Regions from separate parts of the Mus musculus genome. Here all the other regions are linked to region 1. The links are chromatin contacts, called in public Hi-C maps. All regions are on one chromosome and are shown on one strand. The core of a region is the stretch at or near the end of the contact, and the rest is flanking DNA. Distances in the headings are between cores, read along the strand shown. Region 1 has its middle 180 kb from the start of Gm34306. Region 2 has its middle 52 kb from the start of Gm4258. Region 3 overlaps Gm4258 (a long non-coding RNA gene).

Evidence for each region. A called contact is a pair of places that touch in the nucleus more often than the background predicts.
Region 2: a Hi-C map of cerebellar granule neurons shows a contact between it and region 1, with 2.4 times the contacts expected there. The contact joins two enhancer-like sites. A contact is called at or near these places in 3 of 484 Hi-C or Micro-C datasets (cerebellar granule neurons and cerebellum), 1 of 115 datasets of contacts at active chromatin or transcription factors (embryonic stem cells) and 1 of 9 other capture datasets (embryonic stem cells).
Region 3: a Hi-C map of cerebellar granule neurons shows a contact between it and region 1, with 2.1 times the contacts expected there. The contact joins two enhancer-like sites. A contact is called at or near these places in 2 of 39 promoter capture datasets (the C10 cell line and cranial neural crest), 4 of 484 Hi-C or Micro-C datasets (cerebellar granule neurons, cerebellum and uterus), 1 of 115 datasets of contacts at active chromatin or transcription factors (large pre-B cells) and 1 of 9 other capture datasets (embryonic stem cells).

Annotation. Positions count from the first base shown.
Region 1 is chr1:137,585,877-137,590,357 of GRCm38.p6, forward strand. No RefSeq gene overlaps it. Among named protein-coding and RNA genes, the nearest start is that of Gm34306, 180 kb to the right of the region's middle. Within about 2 kb of position 2,590, at least 26 of the 459 cell types and tissues checked have an H3K27ac peak or open chromatin away from gene starts, as enhancers often do. A contact at or near this core is called in cerebellar granule neurons and cerebellum, where this site is marked.
Region 2 is chr1:137,843,708-137,848,495 of GRCm38.p6, forward strand. No RefSeq gene overlaps it. Among named protein-coding and RNA genes, the nearest start is that of Gm4258, 52 kb to the right of the region's middle. Within about 2 kb of position 3,359, at least 10 of the 459 cell types and tissues checked have an H3K27ac peak or open chromatin away from gene starts, as enhancers often do. A contact at or near this core is called in cerebellar granule neurons and cerebellum, where this site is marked.
Region 3 is chr1:137,924,866-137,929,734 of GRCm38.p6, forward strand. It overlaps Gm4258 (a long non-coding RNA gene), which reads left to right. Exons shown (of 3, transcript XR_003948014.1): 2 at 1-4,869. Among named protein-coding and RNA genes, the nearest start is that of Gm4258, 29 kb to the left of the region's middle. Within about 2 kb of position 3,201, at least 141 of the 459 cell types and tissues checked have an H3K27ac peak or open chromatin away from gene starts, as enhancers often do. A contact at or near this core is called in cerebellar granule neurons and cerebellum, where this site is marked.

The DNA.
Region 1 (4,481 bases), core at 1,340-3,839:
GAGCCCACAGAGAAGGATGTTGGTTTTCTAAAATTTAAGTTACTGATAGCTGTGAGCTACCACGTGCATGTTAGGAACCAAGCTTGAGTCCTCTGCAAGAGCCGCAAGCTCTCTTAACTCCCAGGCTTATTTATTTGGTCTTTGAGACAATGTCTCACTATATAGCTTTGGCTTTTGCTATGTAGACCAGGCTGCCCTTGAATTCCCAGAGACCTCCCTGCTTGCGCCTCCTGCTACTGGTATTAAGGGATTGTGCCACCAGATAGAGTTGGTTGGTTTATTTTTACAATCAGGTTTCTTGCAATATTGTTTACATATGAAATTGAAATCAATGTCTGTTCATGTATACATTATGAAATAATTGCTAAATTCGAGCTAATTAATACATCTAGTACTACAGAGTCACTCTCTGTGTGTAAAAATTAATTCACATTCTATACTCAGGAAATCTCAAGGACATACACACACATATAACTCTACTCTCTCTCTCTCTTCACACACACACACACACATTCATGTTGAACATTACAATATGTAGTGTTTCTAGATCTCATTTATTCAGTTTAGGATAGTATTCCCTATCTTTGTCCATATTCTTTAAAATGGCGGTTTCCTTCTTTTTGAAGAGTGGTATGTGTTGGGGAGCAGCTGTAGTTCTGCATCTTCCACTTATTTCCTCTCTCAGGGTGTCCAGGTGCCGCTGCACATCAGGCTGGAAGGATGAAGCTGAGTCCAGAAGGGAAGTGGTCTGCAGGAGCCCTGGCTGGCTGGGAGTGAGTGGGCTGGGGGTGGGGGGGAGGGAAGAGGGGTTTTTCTGAGGAAGGACTTCTCCGAGGACTTCAGTGTTACAAAGGCCTTCTCCAATGATCTTCAGTGAAACAGCTTGTGCACATACACTATATTTGTGATGACCAAGTCCTATATATGAACCTTGGAGAGAGGGAAGGAGTTTTCAGGGTGATTGTAAAACCATTGGCTGGAGCTTAATGTACTGTAAATGTCTCATTTGTATGGAGATGCATTTCAGGAATCCCAGGTATACGCTGGGCATGTCAAGAAGTTGAACTTGTTGGTTTGACAAGGACTATGTGACCTTCCTTAGGTAGAAGATTGAGGGACAGACTCCCCAGACAAAGTCAGAGAAGTTGAAGTCCTGCTGGAGAAGGGGAGTCCTTCATTTTTCACCGAGCTCAGAGGAGCTCTCTGGATATGGTAGACATTAACCTTAAGTAGTAGCATGTCTCAACAGTGAATATAGAATTCCATATGAACACACAAACACACACAAGCACACATAGATGATATTTTATGATAATAATAATAATATACTAATATGAATCATCTGCTAATCATTTTATGCTAATAGGGCCTAGTGACTGCTAAACTTGAGGAGACATGCATATCAATATTTATATGCTCAAAAGTACTCTGTACGGACTTGCTTTTGAGATTTCAATCCGCTGAACAATTAAGGTGGTTCAATAATTCCTTATCTTCCTGACCCCTGTCCTCACTACGCCCTCTGGATTTCACTGTGTTTTATTTTGATGCTTATGCCCTGCCCCCTCCAAAATTTTAACTGCAGGTAAGATAGAAGACAGTTACTCGAATGATACTTCTCCTTTATAAAGACAAAAAGGAAGAATTGTGGGGCAAGGGGACCATGCCATCCGACAAAAGAACTGGTAAGGTTGAGTGAGCCCAAGCTCTGTGACTCTCAGAATTGAGAGTAGTAGGAATGAGGCCAACTCCCTGCCTGCCTCTACCTGCTCTGGAATGTGGACCACAACACCCCGCTGAGAGGATCATGGCATTCTCCTTCATGCTAATGAGGTATCTAGATAGATCCTGAGTATTTAGCCAATGAGCTTTGGGCATGGTATTTAATCCTTGGCTCACCCTGAGTGAGCTGTATGCTGCCTTCACAGCCACCATCAAATAAGGCAACTTAAACAGTCGAGGACCATCTCTTCATCAAGGATTGCCACAGGGAGGCCTTCATCGTAAAGAGCCACGCCTAAGTCTACCTGAAAAGGCTTTTTCTCTCCCAACCCCTCAGCACTTTTGGCATTCACTTGTAACCAAACCAACAAGGTTTCCACCCTTGTCCCTGGCTCTGCCCTCACCTCTCTTCCTCATGCATGATTGCCCTGAGGGGAAGAAGCACGGACTGGGGGCCCCTGATCCCAACTCCCAGCGGTACGCCAGGGGTTCCTGCGGACATAGAAGATTGATTCCACAAGAATCAGCGGTTCCCAGCAGTATGCCAGGGGTTCCTGCGGACATAGAAGACTGATTCCACAAGAACCATCCCAGAATCTACTGTTTCCCACTCCTAGAAAACACAGAGGACCCCCATTTTGAACTCTGTACTGCCTTCCCTGAGCAGTATGCTGGCAGCACTCTAGGTAAGCCAGCAGTGAGTCAGACACACAGTCCGGCACCCATAGTGCTATAGAAGGGTCCAATTTCCTTTCCTTGCCAATACTAGTTATTATTATCATTTAGCTTTCTGTTGTACCAACCTAACTGTCCAGATCTGGAGTAATTCAGTTTGCCAAGGGTTGCTAGCGTGAAGCATGAGTTGTTGAGCTATGCATGCTTGAGTCTGAGTCATGGTTGCTATTTTGAGACCATGCCACTGGAAATCCTCAAGTCAGAGTTAGAAAGGAGGTGGGAGCCTATAAACAAAGATTGAAAAGATAATATCAGCTTTGCACATGCACATATCATGGCTTCTGAATATATACAATATATCATCACTGCCACAGATGCCAAACCCTGGGATAGGTTGGAAAGGTCCTCTGGCACTTGACCTGGCATCATTGGAGCATAGCCAAAGCATAGAGTCATGCTCTTTCCAGACCCCTCCACAGTTTCTGCCTTCTGCCATCTGTCACTTGCTACAGACCATAAAGGATTCTCAGCTCAGCGTTTTCAAGGTCCAAAGTAGTTGGCAGCTGAGTTCTGCACCTAAAGAAAGTGTTACTGTGTAGAGGGTTGGCCTAATGTTGCTCGTATTCTAATGGTCATTTGGGGCTCCCAGGACACTAAATGACCCTCTCCCAAGTTAATTGTGATTGGTAAATAAGGATGCCAACAGCCAATAGCTGGGCAAAAGAGACATAAGAGATGTTGAGGTTTCTCAGGCTGGGGAGAGAGGACCAGGAAGAGGGAAAGAGTAGGAAGAAGCTGCCATGGAAGAAGAACCGACAGAAGGGAGGAGAGCCACCTGGGCTTAGGGCCAAGAGAGTTTGGCCCAGAGGGCTGCCCAGTTGGAGTTGAGAGCATCCCAGATGGAACATAGTAAATAGTAAGTAATAACTTGGGCTTATCAATAGGAAAGTAGTTTCTAATTGCAATGCTGTTTCTCTGCACATGAGGTTCATTTTACTATGTTATACACCATCCCTATCTTCTTACGTGATTGGGGACAGTCCTCAGCTATGGCACCAGATGCTATTTTTAAACACATGGGTTACAAAACTCAAACCCACATACATTTGGAACTCTCAGTTCAGTGATGCATAAAGAGAACCAGCCCCTTGACATTTATGTCTAGGCTACAGGGTTCTTAGTACTTGATTCTTAACCTTTCCTCACTCAGCCACTATGGACCTGATAGATGGTGAATGGTGTCCATCACAGTCACATGAGTCTAAATACTCTACATGTTAATACATTGAATATTAAGTATCACTCAGTTTTGCTTGTGTATGTTTGGGGAGTGTGTGGCCTGGAACTCAACATGAAGTCTATAATGGCTGCCCAGAGAGCCCGAAGGATCTAATCTGTCTCTGTTTCTTAGTGCTGGGATTACAAGCACCCATTACCATCCCTGGTTTATTTGTGTACTTTGTGGAAACCAAACTGAGATCTTTGAGTTTGCAAAACAAACACTTTACTGCTTTTGTTTACTGTGCTTCTGCGTTGTGTTCAGTGTACAGCAGAAAATCACAGTGAAGGCCAACACCGTGAGGTTTCTCACTATGTTTTCTTCTAGCTGTTTTATTCTTTTAGTTTAAAGGGTTACATCTGTAGTTCATTTAGAGTTGAACTTTATTAGGTTCAACTCCTAAGGATCAACTTCTTAGGAACATTAGGTTCAACTTCTTAGGAATATCTCCAACAAGGACCTGATCCCTGGCTTTTCAAGAAAGAGTTTCAGTGTAGACCTGCCTTCTATGATGCCATCCATGACAGACACACAGAAACTTCATAATTCAACCCTAAGTACACTTTGATTTTTTTGTAGTCCTGAATCGTATTGAGAGAGGCCTCCAATTTCGTTTTTATATGTATCAATCCAGTTCTCCCAGCATTATTGAAAAGATTTCCCTTTAATTATCCTGGTAATCCTGTATCAGTTGAGAACGGTATAGGTTTATTCTGGGCTCTCTATTCTGTTTCAAAAGTCCATATATTCAGCTTTGTATTAGTACATGTTGTCTTCATTTTTATAACTGTGTAATGTAATGTGA
Region 2 (4,788 bases), core at 2,109-4,608, 260 kb after region 1:
GTTCTTGGTGATCATCCCATGGTACTGACATCTCCAATACACTGGGGTGTTCCACTCCAACTAGGCTTCACCAATAGCCTCTCATAGGCTCTCTTCATGGTGCCAAGCATCAAATCCTTTGCCTGACCCCTTCAGTCCTGGGCCATCAACTACAGATGAGGCTACACCTTCTCCAATAGCCTTCCATGACCTCTCACAGTATCAAGCTTCAGCTGTTCTTCATTACATCTTCATTCCTTCAAAACCAATACCACCTGGGTGACTCTTACATATTACCAAGTCCAGCTGCAGCAAGAGGTACAACCACGGCTATCTCTGGAACACAGCTTCTTTGTGCTCCCAGAAAACACTTCCCAGATTTCACCTCAGTGATGCTGGTCTCTTCTTAATCACTGCTAATTTCTTAGCTCCAGCTAACCAGCATCAATTGTCCCAGTAGTTCCTTCCATTCTTAACTCTAGAGCCAGAGCCACGTGGCTGAAGTTGCAGAGTTCTGCTGCTTGCAGGAACTACAACATGACCCGCTTGTGCTATTACATTCCCACTGGCTTTCTGTTTTCCAAATCCTTCACTGCCTATGCTTGGCTATCCTGGATCTTGCTCTGTAGATTGACCTTGAATGCAGAGATCAGCATGCCTGTTTCCTGGAATTAAAAGTGTGTATCACCATGCCTGGATCCAAGTTTATCTAGGTAGGATCTTGCCCCAAGGTCCCACTCCCTTAATCTGTTATCTCCTAGAACACAAGATTTTGCTCCATTTCACTTCCTAGTACCCCTTTAATACTCGAACTATATATTTTATATTTTTTCCTTTCTAAGCTTACTATGCTTGTTCAAACTTCTCTTCATAAGACTTAACCAGAGAACAAAGTCTCTGTTGGGCTTTTTTGAAACTTCCCTTGTCAATGCAATTAATCTGAGTCTCTTCACATTAGCCTCAGGCAGACATTTCAGACAAGGGCAAAAAGTAGCCATAGTCTTCACCAAAATACCACAAAAACAGTCGTTATGCCACATTCTGAAATTCTTCTCCTTTGAAATCTCTTGGGCCAGGTCAACACAGTTCAAATTACTCCCAGCAATAAAGTCTTCCATATTCCTACTAGGATGACCCATTAAGCCCCATTTAAAGCATTCCACTGCTTTCCAAATCCAAAGTCCCCAAATCCACATTCTTTCAAATAAAAGCATGGTTAGGCCCATCACAGCAATACTCCACTCCCAGTACCAACTTCTGTTTTGGTTAGGGTTTTACTGCTGTGAACAGATACCATGACCAAGGCAAGTCTTATAAAAAACAACATTTACTTGGGGCTGGCTTACATGTTCAGAGGTTCAGTCCATTATCATCAAGGTGAGAGCATGGCAGTATCTAGGCAGGCATGGCACAGGTAGAGCTGAGAGTTCTATATCTTCATCCAAAGGCTACTAATGGAAGACTTCCAGGCAACTAGGGTGAGGATCTTAAGCCCACACCCACAGTGACACACCCAGTCCAACCAGGTCACACCTATTCCAACAAGGCCACACCTCCAGATGGTGCCACTCCCTGGTCCAAGGATATACAAACCATTACAGTAGTTAATGGCACTTGTTGCTCAATCATATGTTGTTGCTCCCAGCAACCACATAGGGAGCCCTTAAATGGCATATTGCCAGGTTCAAGGGATGTAACACCACCTTTTGGCCTCCTCCACATACATATGCATGTATACACACACACACACACACACACACTCCTTCAAGAAAAATAAAAAAAAATTTTAAAAACCTTTATACCAATAGTAAGTCTATAACTTAATATTGTGATATATAACTGCCTGTGTGAGGGAATGGAAGGTCAGTTGATGAGATAGAATATGTAAATTTGCATGGGAGCATCAAACCTGACACTACTAATGATATTGTTATGCTTGGGGACAGGAATCTAGCATGGCTGCCCTCTGAAGGCTCTACCCAGCAGCTGACTCAGATACAGACAACCACAGCAAAATGATGGATGCAGCTTGGGGACTCTCATGAAAGAATAGAAGTAAGGATTGCAGGCTGAAGGGGATAGAAACTCTTCAGGAAGATCAACAAAGTAAACTAATCTGGGCCTTTGGGACTCTCAGAGACTGAACCACAAAGCAAAAAACATATATAGGCAGGACCCAGGTCTCCCTGCACATATGTAGCAGATGTGCAGCTTGGTCTTCATGTGGGTCCCTAAAAGCTGGAGCAGGGGCTATCCCAAAAGCTGTTGCCTGCCTGTGGGATATGTTCTTCTAGCTCACTGCCTGATCTAGCCTTAGTTGGAGAGGAGGTGCCTAGCTCTGCAGAGACTTGATGTGCCAGGATGGAGGAGGGTACCCAGGAGATACCCACTCACTCAGAGGAGAAGGGGTAGAGCGATGGAGGGAAGGATTATGGGAAAAGATGCCTGGGAAGATGCAGTGAGTTGGATGTAAAGTGAATAATTTAAAAAAAAAAAGACCTTGCTGGTTTAAGTCCATGGACAGACACAGGCATGAGTCTGACTGGCTCAAAGAGAGAGTTGGGGGCAGGTTAAGCAGTTAAGTTTTATCTTGAGCTAGAACTCAGTCAAGGTTTGAAGTCTACACGAAAGATATCTATGAAAATACCCCAAATAAAGGATGCTAGGTGGTAGCTTCTAGAACAAATGAAAACTGTGAATTGAACTGCTTTGAAAACTTTATTGAACTTCATCTAATTTCATGAGATGTTAGTGGGAATAAATTCTTTTGAAAACAAAACAAAATATCAAAGAAAAGTGTCAAACATGATGTGATGTGGAGTTTTCTTTATTTCTGTAAAGTTACTATAGTTTTACTGTTTTAGATGCTGTGCCTATTTCTATGTAATATAATAAATATCTTAGGGTAGGTAGATGCACAAACTGAACACCATATTCATTACTAGATATACAAAATGTTAGTGTCTGCTCTTGAGAAGCTTAGGATATGTTTAGCAGAGACAGATCATAAGCATGAATACACTTACTCTATAATTTAATGTGTACTGCAATGTGTTTATATTCAAAGTGCTGTGGAAATACATTTGCTGACTGGGCAAGCAAGAGAGTCATTTTAAAACTATACAAAGAACATCGTTGGTCTGGGCATTTGGGAATGTAGAGGGTTCTATGTGTTATAGAATCATAAAAGACTAGCAATTTTAGTCAAATGCTTCATTTAAGCATAAAGAAAATGAAGCTTGGAGCTATTAAGTTATTTGCTAGAAGCCACTGAAGTAAAAGGCAAAAAGGAAGATAACTAAGCAATCCTGATTTCCTTGTCATTAGCCTCTGTTGCACCCAGGCATCCTGCTCTCGAATCACTGGCTTGGCACCTGCTCCTTACCCTATGTGCAATCCAGACTGGTTAATATAAATCCAATTTAGCTCAACAATTTAAGCCCACCATTGAACATGAGATACTTAAATTTCTATTTAAAGGAAGCAATGCTTCCAGAAAAACCTATTAGATAATGCTTCAACTTATTTCCAATTATTTACTTCAATTCCTACAAAAAAAAGTGACCATGACCCCTGTACTATTCAGTTTGACGTAAAATGTATAATATAATACTAGATCGTTTTATTGATGTGCCAGCCATTCTCAAATGACAAATGCTGTTCATTATTCGGAATACTCTTGGAAACCCCTAACCATCTGAAAACTACTTGCTAGGATCTAGCGTCTTTTAATTGGGCCCTTTGCCATTGTGACAGATGGTCAGAAATATATAAGCAGCCAGAATGCCGTGTATGTTCACTGCTTGTGAAGGATTTGAGGGTAACTCTCAGCAGTTCACCCACGCAGCTCTCACTGCTTGCTTACCTGATCATGATGAAAGAACTGAGAGACGTGCACGTGGTTCTGGGTAAGAGGCCTAGGTGTGCTTCACGGACAAGAACCTCTGCTGCTGTCCGGTTCTTTTGATGGGATAGTCACTCATTTGCAGAAGAATTTACTTGCCATCCACTATCTACTCTTGGCACCTGCTCTCACTGGCATGCGCCTTAATTCTAGAATAGCCAGACAACAAATATGTCCCTCAATATAAAATGTGGCCTTATTCTGCTCTTGATTCTCACGAGTTAAACATTTGAATCCTTTAGATTTGATATTTTTTTATAAGAAATAAGCTTCTTGAAAGTCTGAATATGTGAAGGGTAGCATTCAATTAATTGAATTATTCAGCTAATTTGTACTTAAGGTTTTAAGAGAAGAAGAAAACAAACAGAGGTGCTGGAGGTGCTCAGCAGTTAAGACCTGTGGTTTAAGAGAATCTAGGTTTGATTCTTAGCAACAACATGGCTGCATACAGCCATCAATAATTCAAGTCACAGGAGAGCTGACTATCTTTTCTGGCCTCCATATATTTATGGTAGAAGATAGATAGGTGTGTATTTTTACAAAGACACTGGAGCTGATTTTCTTCACAATATTTTGGCCCTTTAAACTTGTAACATGATGATCAGTTGAAAAATTATTAACTGTCCAATTATCAGCCTGCCTAGCAGCATAAACAGAATAATTTGGGATCATTCTGGTTAAGTTGATGGATATTCTATATACCTCCTGCACATATGTACTCTACCCATGTAATATATGTGTGTTCATGCATGTGCAGGTGCACATGTGTATAAGTTCACATGCATTGCAGGTGCATGTGTGTACAAGATCATGAGTGTGCAGGTGTATGTATGTACTAGTTCATGTGTGTAGGCACATGTGGAGGCCAGAGGGCATCATTCATGTTATCTCTCTGGATAATTATT
Region 3 (4,869 bases), core at 1,951-4,450, 340 kb after region 1:
CTAAATTTCCCCTGTTAGCCTCTTTGAGGGTCTTAACCATTATGTTCTACTGGCGTCAGCGCAAGGAAGAACCGTTGTCACAGCCATCAACAGTTCTACACAACCTGAGAAATCAGCCTAACCAGGTCTTGGTGGCTTTGATCACTCTACTGAACACTAACTCACAGCAACTACATACTTCTTAGGACAAAGGATTTTCACAAATGAACATCTTTAAATATTACAGCATGAGCATACGACAGAGTGAATGATCCTGTAAAAAATAAATAATTTTAATTTCTTCTTCCTCCTCTTCATCTTCTTCCTCCTCCTTCTTCTCCTCTCTCCCTCTCTCCTTCCCTCCCTCTCCTTCCCCAATCTCAGAGTGTTCAAACCCACATACAGCACTCACTTGATTACATATCTATAACTACAGCCCTCATTTGCTTTCATGTAAAATTATATTTAGTATTTAAACTAAATAATAGTTTAAAACTAAGTAATAAACCTTGTACTTTATCCTTAAAAAGCTTCCAGTGAGGATCTTTACTTTAAATACAAAGGAACATATTTTATGATTTCTAAAATATCAACGTATAACTAGCATGCATCTGTCTCTATGGAGATCTGAGAGAATACTACACTGTTGAAATTTTGCTAATAATCAACCCTGTACATTGTCCATCTTATCCTTAACAAAATATGCCTTAAATATTTCACTTTAATTTTTGCATATATTTCTTACCTCTAGGCTTTCTAAGATTTAACAGCCTAGAAAATTATCTTATCTTTGGTTTAGCAAAACCATATCTTTATTTTATCCAACTTGACAAAATTGCATTCTTATTTTTCCAATTTAAGTGTTTTTACATACTCACTTCATTGCTTAAAATTCACACAGATAATGTACATGCTAGATAGATAAATTGAGACATATCCACTTCTTTTTATCCATATGCACGTACACACGCGAGCACGTGTGCATGCCTGTGCACAAGCATGTGTGTGCACACACAAACACACTAATATTTAGGCCTATTTAATGTTTAGTGCAACTTCTCTGCTTTAACTCTATAGGTGCTGACGGGTTGGCTAAGATGGCAAGGTTTACAAGTCCAGGGTCATCTATGAGTCTGTGCATCCCAGAAGCCCTGCCATGCAGAGCATTGTTTAGCCTCGTCTTTCTGGAACTAAGGCCTGGTCTGATGTCTGCAGCTCCCTGGTACCGTGGAGCTGTGTCTGCTCTGATAGCATGGGTAGCATGCATTCTCACTTACACTGCATGGACCTAATAAATGAAACTGACCCTCACCTTGGTTAGCTTTCCTTCTTTTTCTCCCCATCTTACAGAAGTAAGGATGCACTTTTAGTTGGGCTGTGTCTTATGTTTAACCTTTGCAGGGCAATCGCCTTTCTCTTACAGGCCTTTGTTCCCCTTCAGAGAGGAAATGATTCACTCTAAAAATTCAATATAAATAAAGCAGCTAATTCTGCTTTTGAAACTTCAAACTTTGAGATCGAATTCAACATTTCTGAAAAAAAAAAAGAAAAAAAAAAAAAGAAAGAAAGAAAACAAAACCCCAAAACCCAGGGACACAATATATCACTTCAGTTTGCTGCTTTCAAGGTCAGCGCTGGGATCAGACAGTCCCCATTTTTTGATACAATTAGAAGATAAAGACCTGTCAGTTCTCAGAGAGCTTAGCCCAGAGCTCTGTGCAGAAGTGGGTCAATCGCCCTGCCCTGTTATCTGTCTAATTAATGATGCATTTAGTTTGAGACTCACAAATCTACTCATCGACTTCTCCAAACACCTTAAATGTACACAAATTCCCTTACTAGGTCTTACCATCTCCCATAGGATACAGTAGAAATGGGCCTAAACATATTAAAATAATATTTTTATAATACATTGTCTTCCTTCATAATTACTTGCCATTTTTCTACTAACTATGTCAGTTGTCTGAGATCCCTTGCAGACCTTAGACTATGGAAGAAATGGCTGCACTCTCCCTAGCACATGTCCTAGACAGTCAGGAATGGAAAATGAGTACTCATTTACTCCCAAGGATTATGGCAACACACATCTCCTAAGTCTTTCTGGCCTGAACCACTTGGATACCACAACATAATCCTTGGGAGTAAATGAACGAGGTGCGTTTGGGTCTTTCCTTGCTTTCGTTTATGTTACCGTTTGGATTCACTTGTACACAAGAATCTGTTTACCAGTTTCCTGTTATTAATTATGGGAAATGGACTTCCTTAAAATGTTAGGGACACTCTTATACCTCACGTTCAAACACTTCCGGCAAGATACTGACAATCCCCTTAAGTTCCACAAAGCCATATGCTCATTTGAAATACATTGTTTCTTCTCCTACCCCTCAACTTATCTCTCCCTGAAATGAAAAGACAGAGAGTAGCATGCCTCTACCCAGTTATGAGGACACCGAGGTGTGAATCCCGAATTCTAGTCACAAAACTGAGTTGCAAAATTCAAATAAAATAGTAAAGTGCTAAGGACCACAATGTATTCTAATGTAAATCTACAAACGGGGAAAATATTGATTTGCTGCTTGATGTATTATTACTAAGCTTTTCTTCTGCTCAATCCAAGTTAGTATATACTCTGTCTTGTCTCTGTTTCTCTCAGTCTCCCTGTGTCTCTGTCTTTGTCTCTCTCTTCTCCCTCCCCTCCCTCTCTTCCCTCTCCATTTTCTCTAAAGTATAAGCAAATGTATTTGCATACATTAAAATCATAAAGAACCCAAAACATCTGGAAATTTTAGAAGCAAAGCAAAATAGTCAGGGGAGAAACCCAGTTTTAAAATGCAGATGTTTAATTGTGCTGTCAGTTTTGTTACAAGGGCACAAGAGCAGAAATAACCAGAAGTCAATGGCAGAAAATTAAAATACTTTCAGGAGCGCTTGCCAAGGTAAAAGCAGTGAAATTGGTAACACAATATGGACACGGCCTTTCTAGACTGAGATCTGGAAATGTTACCATGTGCAATTTCATAAATTAGCTATTTCAAATGAAAATCCTTTTCATTAAAGGACACAATAAAAGTTTTTCATACTCTCTCTTCCCTTTGGTCATCAACATCAGGCAGTTATTTGGGGTTTGTCTTTCATCAATGACAAGCTCTTTCCCCCACCCTTCGGGCCCCGTTTCTAAGACTCTGATAGTGCTGAGTGGCCAGAAATTACAGATGCAGGACAGCTGACAAATGACTGCCAGGCCCCTCCCCCAGGGCCTTGGCAGTCACAGCTCCTGCCGGAACACGCCTGAGCACAGCGAGCCTTCCAGACAAAGACACAAAGATTCCATTTTCTCAAGGAAAAATAGATTTCATGTGTAAAACACTGGTGAGAAAAACTCAAAGCTGACACACATGTGCGGTCTCCACGAGGCGAGGCTGAATCGCTCCGAAGACTCAAATTTCACTTGATTGCATCAAAGCCTAACAAATATTATTTAACCGAAGAGTATTTCAGGCAGGCTGTAAAAGGGGGAAAAAAAAAAAAGAAAAAAGACAGGCAACGGTAAGATATTTTATTTGTTGAAGCGCGTGATTAAGAAGGCAAAAGAATCCCGAGCTTAGTAGAGATGTTGATCCTAGAGTAAGAATTCATACTTGCTCACATCTTGGAGTCTACAAAGTAAGAAGAATTCTTTTTTTAAAAAATTAAAACCTTATTCAATCAAAGGGTTTAGCAAGATAGTATTAAATTCCTACGAGTATGTTTCTAGTGAAAAGAACCTCCTCACAGCAGCCCCCAGGATATCATTACTGGAGAGGCAGCGAGTACTTTATTACACATGAAACCTTGGCGACTGTCTCAGCCTTCCCAAGCATGCAGGTTTCATCTCGTGGGCCCAGAGCCCTGGCTTCCACAGCGAAGGCCATCTGCTTGGCCTCCCCGTCATGCCAGGCAATGTGTAGGTGCAAAGGCCAGGGCTGGGAGACAAAGAAAGGCTGTCTACTGAGAAAGAGTGTGCTTTTCTTCCTGTCTGCCTGGACACCCATCCCCACTACTCAGATGAGTTCAGTGTTTGCAGAAAACTTAGTTTAATATACTTGAGAAAGTGAGCCCTTAACAGGTTAAAATATAATTAATCGTAGCTGTCAGGGGTAATAGACCAAGAAATTGCACTGGGAATCTTTTTTTTTAAATTATATAACAAATTTAAAAACAAATAAACACAGTTTGTACTTTCCTGTACCTTTTACAAGATCCTGCAATTCTTAAATTTCTTTAGCTTCTGGAAATGTCAGGGTAAGAAAGAAAGAGGGAAAGAGGGAGGGGAGGGGGAGGGGAGGGAGGCTGAGAGGCATTACAAAACACTTGAGAATTCAAAAAGAAGTATCATGAAGGATAATGAGGCTATTAGGTAATCGCATAACTATTTTATCTAAACTCTATTCACACACACACACATTTTAGGGCTAGCTATTATGATCAACAGGGAAGGACATTAGCATCTTAAAGATATTGCTAATATTAGTCATCAAAATTCATACTTCATATTTGGTGTTAAAGTGACCCCCACCTAAAGGGGACTGAAAACATCAGTACACTTGTGGAAAACAAACACCAGCTTGGCTGGAAGCATAACTTTTATTCTCAATTAAACCACGTCGCAATCTGCCTTTGATGTCATCTCAGTCCTCCTGCCTAGAACATGAAGAATTCTACAAGTTGCAGCTCACCTTTGGAGATCAATATCTGGAGGAAACCTCCCTCTCTAAATGCAGATGTATGTGCTGAGGGGAAAGGATGTGAGATATTTATTGCCTTACAAACTTTAGCGCACACTATGCTAAGAGGGTCTATGTCTCTTGCTTGTTCACTGGCATAAAGCAGTCCAGGGCTCTGCACTGGGGC